2 separate regions of the Mus musculus genome follow, and region 2 is linked to region 1. The links are chromatin contacts, called in public Micro-C maps. All regions are on one chromosome and are shown on one strand. The core of a region is the stretch at or near the end of the contact, and the rest is flanking DNA. Distances in the headings are between cores, read along the strand shown. Region 1 holds the start of Bmp4 (bone morphogenetic protein 4). Region 2 holds the start of Otx2 (orthodenticle homeobox 2).

What was found. Hi-C and Micro-C count contacts between places; a contact is called where the count stands out from the background.
Region 2: a contact with region 1 is called in a Micro-C map of embryonic stem cells, with 20 times the contacts expected there. The contact joins the promoter of Otx2 here to the promoter of Bmp4 in region 1. A contact is called at or near these places in 3 of 39 promoter capture datasets (cranial neural crest, hippocampal neurons and pre-B cells) and 2 of 484 Hi-C or Micro-C datasets (both in embryonic stem cells).

What each region holds. Positions count from the first base shown.
Region 1 is chr14:46,388,933-46,392,779 of GRCm38.p6, forward strand. It overlaps Bmp4 (bone morphogenetic protein 4), which reads right to left and starts at 1,737. Exons shown (of 4, transcript NM_007554.3): 1 at 1,372-1,737. It overlaps Gm15222 (predicted gene 15222), which reads left to right. Exons shown (of 1, transcript NR_166856.1): 1 at 1-350. RefSeq lists promoters at 1-1,369, 1,420-3,847, 1,420-2,826.
Region 2 is chr14:48,665,981-48,669,827 of GRCm38.p6, forward strand. Otx2 (orthodenticle homeobox 2) reads right to left here and starts at 1,664. Exons shown (of 5, transcript NM_001286482.1): 1 at 1,448-1,664; 2 at 1,220-1,293. Otx2os1 (orthodenticle homeobox 2 opposite strand 1) reads left to right here and starts at 3,308. Exons shown (of 5, transcript NR_029384.1): 1 at 3,308-3,416.

The DNA of each region.
Region 1 (3,847 bases), core at 487-2,986:
CTTTCTGAGACGATTTCTCTATTCCCCGACCAGCGTCGCCGCTGGGAATAACTGGGAAAGCGCTGGAAAGGGCAAAGGGCTTATTGTTGATTTGTTTATTTGCTTTTAAGGGGGAAAGAGATGGCGATATGCTAGCGACTGGCGCACGCGGAGCGAGGGCACCGTGGAACCGCCGACGCTCAGGATCCCCGGACAATCCTGTGCCTTTGGCGGTGTGTGGAGCGCTCTCGACGTTAAAGCCCAGTAAATAGACGAAGGACTTGTTTCAATTTCAACTTCACAAGGATCCCTTTCTAATCACTCCTTTCTTCCCTGATTTTTTTTAATTAAAAAATACAGATCAAAGTAAATTTTCATCTCCTGGTATTTTTTTTTTTCTTAATGGGGTTGATACAGCTCCTGGAGGCAGTTACCCTTCACTTTCTCCCCAGAATCTTCTTCTAAAACCAAAATTTAATAGTAGCCTCGGTTTGCCAAATATGACCCTGCTAGTGATTCAACATCTCACAAAACCTTCAGTTCATAAACCAGGATACTAAAAAAACTATCAACCAAAGCCGTGGCGGGAAACCTTCTGAGTCCCCGGGGCCCAACTCCACTGCGTGTAAGGACCCCGCAATTCCCGAACCCTTTGGAGTATCGCAAGCTCCTCATTAGCCCTGCTGGCATGTCCGCACAGACACAGCATGGCAGAAGACCCGCACAGGTAGCCTTTCGGCATCCTGGCCACGGTCCGTCGAACCTTACACCCCTTCCCAGGGAGGGGAGAGTACCAGAAGGCAGAATGCATGGGTGCCCATGTCTAAGAAAATAGCTCCTGGAGATGGGAGCGAGTTCTGTACCTACAGTTCGCTAGCTCTCAGGGGCTGGGAGGGGGTGCGTTGGGGACAAGATTAGGTGACACCCCGCTCAAGGAAGCCTCTCTATCCCGGGTCGCGCTTTAGAGCAAAGCAGGACTACAGCCTCTTTTGCAAAGCTAGCTCTGGCTAGGTTCTCTCTCCTAATGAAGCAGTCCTCAGTCCCCCACTGGTGTTGAAACTTAGAGTTGACTCCCTCCTCTCCCACTCTTATAGTCTAAGTGGAAGCAAACCCACCAAACCCCACAGTTCTTCCCAATGACCTCTCTTCCAAGGCCTTCTCTCCTTCCCGCCTCTCCTGGCCCGCACCTCCCTAAAGTAGGTTGGATAGACGCAGTAACATATATGGAGGTGCCTTTTAGCCTCCATCATCCCACCTCCAACACTGTTGGAGAAGGAAGGAGGAATAGGCCAACTTTTGCCTCGGTTACAGCCTGAGCCCCATCCCCAGCTTCTACTACGGGTGCACCTCGAATCCTCAGAATAGCGCCCCTCTCCAGGTTGCCCTGCTCACCATTGGTTCCTGCAGAAGCGGGCTCGCCAGCAGCTGCTTCTGGGGACCTCTAGAAAGCTGCAATGAACCTGGTCGAGGGCCAGAGACTGGATCGCTGCAGGCTCCAAGACGGTTTAGACGAGAATCCCATCAGGGACGGAGACCAGATACTCAGGCTGGGTTGCAGCGCAGCGGCGTCTTAGGCTGGGGTCTCTCAGCTCGGATGCCGAACTCACCTAGCTTCCGGGCCAGGCCTCGCGCTCTTGCCTTCCCACCCTCCAGCACCACCCTCTCACATCTACTCCTTCCTTCTCTTTTCCCTCCCTCTCTTTCTTCCCTTCCTCCCCAGTCTTTCCCCCCAGCGGCCCCTCCCTTCTTCCCTCCTCCCTTAATCGCCTCCCCTTCTGGGGATGGGAGCCCCGCCCACATCCTCCCATCCAGCCACGGGGCCTCGCCTCGCCTGGCAAGGCCCGGGTCCGGAAGATTGCACAGCTCCCCAGCCCTCAGTTGCCACCTTGGCTGGGACCGATGCCTCCAGCTCGGGAAGCAGCCGGGGCTCACCTGGGGACCACGTGCAAGAGGTACTAGAAAGCATGCACCAACTAGTCTCTGTACCTTCCAAAAATACCCATGGGAGTCTGGGCTTCCCTGAGTTTAGAATAACTGCTGCCCAAACTGATGATTAAAACACTGAGTAATCACCATTTACCCCGAGTAATTAGAGATAATGAAACACCTCTAAAATCAGGTTATGGAGAAGGGAGCTGTTGGATTGGTTTAAAGGGTGGCCTTCCGTAAACTGTTAAAGGATTCCCAAACGTTGAAACAGGCTGTGAGCAGGGCTGTGTGCCCGAAGGAGATACCTCTTCAACTATTAGGAGGTGACTTTCCCCCCAAAAAAGTTTTTGTGAGATGTTTCTTGTGGACATTTGAGAATTGCACCAACCCCCCTTAAACTGGGTGCCCTCCATCGATCCCCCAGGTCTAACATTTCAAGTGCACAGAGGTAGTTTGCAGGCACTTGGCAGGCAAACAGGCCTAGGCCTTGTAAGACAATTAGAAAATCCTATTTATATCTCTGAAGCCTTCTTAACTGCCAGATGGTTATTTTGTTTGTTTGTTTGTTTGTTTGGGACCTTCCAGGAAGGTAACACAGTGCCTTTTAGGCCATGTAGAGAAAAAAACAAAGTGCCCTTTGGCCCCTTTTTAAAAGAAGGGAGATGAGGAATTGAGTCTTTCATAACAACAGTAAGAACAAGAGTTGGTAATCATGCTAGCTGGGAGGTGGAATGTGGCCGGCTTTTAAACCTTCCCAAACAGGAGCTAATTTCACACCCTGCCTCTGATGGAGCTGGGAAGGAACTATCAGCTTCATCTTTGTTTTTACAAACGAGGATGGGGAAGGTGAGCCAGGCTAAGAGTATTTGCCCAGAGCGCTGAAGGAAATCACAGCCTCTGCTAAAGGGAAAGCTGCAGGGAAGGGGTGAGGCCAGCAGCCCAGAGCTTCAGGTAGCTCTCAAAGGGCTGGAAGATAGCAATTTCCGGTTCTTGGTTTCTGGGGTGGGTGTTATACTCCCTTGTCACCACAAAGCAGTCTTGACCTAGGGCCGCTCATCTGACCTTTGTACTTACACACCTTCAGAATTTAAAAAAAAAAAAACAGGAACGAGTTCCTGTATTCTACTGGCCAGAGACAAAGGGTGAGAAGGAATGTCAGGTTGGAAGGAGTGTTAGAGGCTGAGCACAACATCCTGACCATCCCCAGCCTGGAGCACACTGTATGCCCCTGACTAAGTCCTTTCATTCCAATGGGTACCACCTCTCTCATCCAGAACAGAAAGATCAGCTCAGGTCTCCATGAGCCCTTTCTATTAGAAGACGATTGATTCCCTGCGTCACTGTCACTTTAGTGAAGTCACATTGGAAACATACCTTCTTTCATTTGAAATCGTTTCTAAGTACACCTTCTCTTTTAATCTCCGATTAATCAAGGTATGGCAATAACACCAGACCGAAAAGATGACTGAGAAACGTACCCACAGCTTCTAACACAGCCAAAATTACAATTAATTATTTAAAACAACAACACAAAATTAAAACTCCATTACATTACATTACTCTATTACATTACTCCTGGGGCATCAGGCTCTGTGCTCCCATAGCAGGTTGAAGGACGGATTCAGTGCTCACCAATGCCACTACATCAATCACTGCTGCTCCAATCATTAACACAATGTGTTCCTTAATATTTAAACTCACAAACAGCAGCGATTCGTTGTCCTTAGGGGTGCAGCTTTGCCTTTAATGGATTTGGAGGCACGGAGCGGGGGGAGGGAGAGTGGTGTTTGTTCATTTTTCTTCCTTACCCAAATGTTGTTTGAATAACAGCTATTGTCTCATTTTGCTGAAACCCAGACAATAAAGTGACCTTTGGCCCAACCAGTCTGTGAAACCCAGTCTGAAAGTTTCTAATTAAGCTACCTGACAAACCCTATTT
Region 2 (3,847 bases), core at 414-2,913, 2.3 Mb after region 1:
CGCATCAACACCGCCACTTCTTCGGAGTTTGCCGCGCGAACCGTCGCCCAGGCCGGGTGTCAGCGGGGACCTTCTAATAGTTCGTTTTGGGGGCAGGCCGAGAGCAGGGGCTGGGCCTCGGCGAGCCCCTCCGTATAAGGTCAGCCTTGACCTACGACACTTCATTGTCCCCAAGCCAGAAAAGGCAGTACAGAAGTGCTTAACGGGCCACGATGCTACCCCAGACACAAAACAACTAAGAACTCGAAGTCCTTCCTAGGGAGGGACTCCGGGGTCTCTGACCAGGAGCATCCAGGCGCCCACCCTCAGGTCTGGCTGTCCCAGTTGCGCGCAGAGGCTGAGGCGCGCGTGCCCTGAACCACACTAGCCACAGTCGCCTTTAAAACCTGTCCAACTAGCGGCCTCGGCCTGGCGATCTGGCCCAGAAGCCCCGACTTTCAGTGTACAGTTCTGGGGCTTGGGGGAGCCGCACCCCTAGGGATGGAGAGGAGGAGAGTTGTAAAAGATTCAAGAGCCCTAGCGGCTTTGAGAAGAGGCGGAGAGCAGAGGGGCATTAAGCTTGGGGAGTGAGGACGAGAAACAGGAGCTGAGGCGGCGCGGGAGTAACAAGACGCCAGCGCTGTCGCCTCCTCGGTTATCCGCTCCGATTTCGGCTCCCGTTGCAAACCGAGGAGTCTAGAGGCAGCCCGAGGCCCCCGCCGATAATGGAGAGCCGGCCTTCGGGAGCTCCGTCTTTCGGAAGCGTCCACCTTATTATCTTTGTTTTAATTTACCAACCTAGGTACATTACACAAGCATTATTTTGTCATGGATTCTAAAATACGCCCTTGGAACCAAACCTAAGGACTCCAGCTCAATCTAGGGGCCAAAATGCAAAGCTCGCGAGGAGAAGCCATGAATAGCGTGGGCATAAGAACAAAACCCCTCCCCAACTCCCAGATTAGACTCCTAGGATTTCTGCGACGTTCTTCGGTAGCAGCGACCCCCAGGAGCACGCGCTCTCGCTCCCTCCCACTCCCTCCCTCTTCTACAGATCGTCAAATTTTTTCCTAATGGTCATTATTTCGTCTCAAAATTCTCATTAGAAAAATAAAATACATCGCCCGCCCCCACCCAAGGAAGTTCCACGTCCGCAGAGTTGCACATTGGAGGAGCGGAGGTCACTGCGGACTGGGGGAACACAAAGATATCGCTATAGACAAGACAGACGGACACTTACCTTACAGCCGCATTGGACGTTAGAAAAGAAAAAAAAATCAAATTATCCTTCAAAATTCCAAATAGCCAGCTATCCTAAAAGAAATCAAGAGCATTCAGTTAAAAACCTTGTAGTCTTCACCTTTCCATAAAAAGTCAAACATAACCAGAAAAAAAAAACAATTAAAAGAAAACATAAAATGAAGTGGCCAGAGTTGTAAACAGGCTTGTGTCCGTCTACGATACATACAAAGTAGAGGTGGCGACTGAGCTCCTCTAGCGATTTTTATTTTTTAGTAACAGTGGAGGCTGAGTTGGAGCTGAGGAAGGTTCCGCTCTCAGGGAGATTTGCTGAGAAAGCGCCTCTCTGGCAACTTTTTGACGCAAACTCTCCAACCAATGGCAGGGAGAGAATGATTGACACATCTAAGCCAGAGGGAAAATAATAAAAACACACAACAGGGGGAGGAAAACAGGCCGCTGCTGCACGGGGGGAAGAGCAGGCAACAAATCCAGGCCTCCGACACTACCAGAACGTTCTTTAAAACACTGGGCTACGCTTAAAATATACATTATGGGCCCAAGCATGTGAACTAATTGTATAATTAAAATGATGGACAGGAAGGCCTCCCTCTTCGGTCTTTTCTTCTTCCTTTATACTCCTTCTTATCCTCCTTTTCTTTTTTGTTTTTATTTTAGAGAAAGGATACCAAACAACATAAAGCAGGAAAATATTTAAGTCAAAGCTAGGGGAAGGAGGGAGGGGGTAGTACCCCGTTTTCGATTTCCAACGCTAGCAAAGAATGTGTGGGTCAGAGGCAGAACTCAAACCCAGGCACAGGCTTAAAAACAGGGCTATGTTCTCTTGAAGAGGACCAGACGGCGCTGAGGGAAAAATGGGTGAAGATGAACAAGAGTGGAACTGAGCTGTGAACATGCAGTGTAGGCAGAGAGTCACGCAGCTATGGACTGTCTGAAAACTCCAGCGTCCTCACTGGCTGTTCTTTTACCCCTTAGAATAACCCTTGGTCTCTGGAGTTCTGGCTTTCCAGGCATGTTTTTTCAATTTGATAAGCATAGAGCAAGATACAAAAGAAAACGTGAGCTCCCAAATCTACCGCCAAGGCAGATTTCCGGCCAAGGGAGGGGATACCTCAAATCTCTCCAGCTGAGTATGAGGTGACAAAAAGCCCCCAGTAGAAACAGTTTGTGCTTAAGAACAAACGCCTGGTACTTCAGGCCTGGGAGTTACTAGGGATGGAGGCGCCCTACTCAGAGGCCGAAACTCGGGAGCTGGGATGCTGCAGGGTCAACCAACTCAACTTCTTCTGGTCCAGACTGGTTTTTTTTTTTTTTTTTTTTTAAACAAGAATCAGAGTTTTCTAGAAAAGCAGAAACACGCTGGACAGAATATTAGGGGACGGGGCGGGGGGAGGTGAGGGGCAAACGCTACTGCTGAGTGTGTGAATGGAGGCTGGGAGGGGGAGGGGGGGGGAGGATAGCTTTCCCCTCACAACTCCCAATGCAGAAGGAAAAACAAAACAAAACGAAAAAACCCACCCCTCCCTCACTACCTCAGTCACCGCCACCACTGCTAGTGGGCCCAAAGAAACAGCTCGTTGCCTTTAATTTGGGGACCTATGTTAATGAAGTTGGTAATTAATTCGTCGCTTTGTTGTCGGTTCTTATACTGTATGTGTAATCAAATGTGGCCGTCCTTGGGATTTACAGCAATTAGCGAATTACGGGAGTGCGCACGAGGCTGCAAGTTCTCGGCAGCCCGGCTGGGCTCGGCTCCGGCCTAAGGCTGGGCACTCCGCTGCCGCTGCAGACTTGCAGGTGTGTCCTAAGAGCCTTGGGGTCCTGGAGGCTCCGCGAACCCTCGAGCTCCTCCGGGCTTGCCCAGTTCTTCCTGGCTCCTTCGTAGCTGTTCCAGTCCTAAGGAAACTCCTGGCTGTCGCGTTCCCCAGAGCCACGACTTTGTGGGGCCTAGGCTAGGGGGGAGGGTGAGTACGGATCTTTCCTTGTTACCCCGCCCCCACTGTGCAGAAACACCTGGCGACTGTCCCTAAGGCCTTTCATTTAGGAGAGGTAAACAAATGTCCCAGGCAGTTGTCCCGCGTGGCCCGGGCTGTGGGAAGCAGGTCCTGGCTCTTGGTCCGAGCCATCGTGCTTTGTATGATGGAAAGGCAAATCCACGCGAATCTCTTGAAAAAGAGGTTGTTTCCCACCCCGAGAAAAGAGTTCTCCCCGGTTTGATCATAATGATGTTGAAAGCATCAAAGGGCGAGAAAGAAAAGAAAAGAAAAGAAAAGAAAAGAAAAGAAAAGAAAAGAAAAGAAAAGAAAAGAAAAGAAAAGAGAAAAAGGCCATTGTGGATGTAGGGGAGCAAGGCCTTGGGGGCAGTAGAGGTGGGGTGCGGTAACGAAATAGAGCGAGGGCTTGTGAGTCACTCAAAGTAAATGAAAAAATCCGGAGAGAAAGCGATACATCTACAGTAGGGTCCGGAGACATTAGGAACCTCTCAAGGCCCGGGTAAAGGTTTGGGGTGTCATCCTGAGACAACCCAGAGCAACCAAACCTCCCAGAAAAGTCCGGAGTGCTATAGACAGTGGAGGATTTCTGTTAGATACAGCGTGGGAGGGCTTTC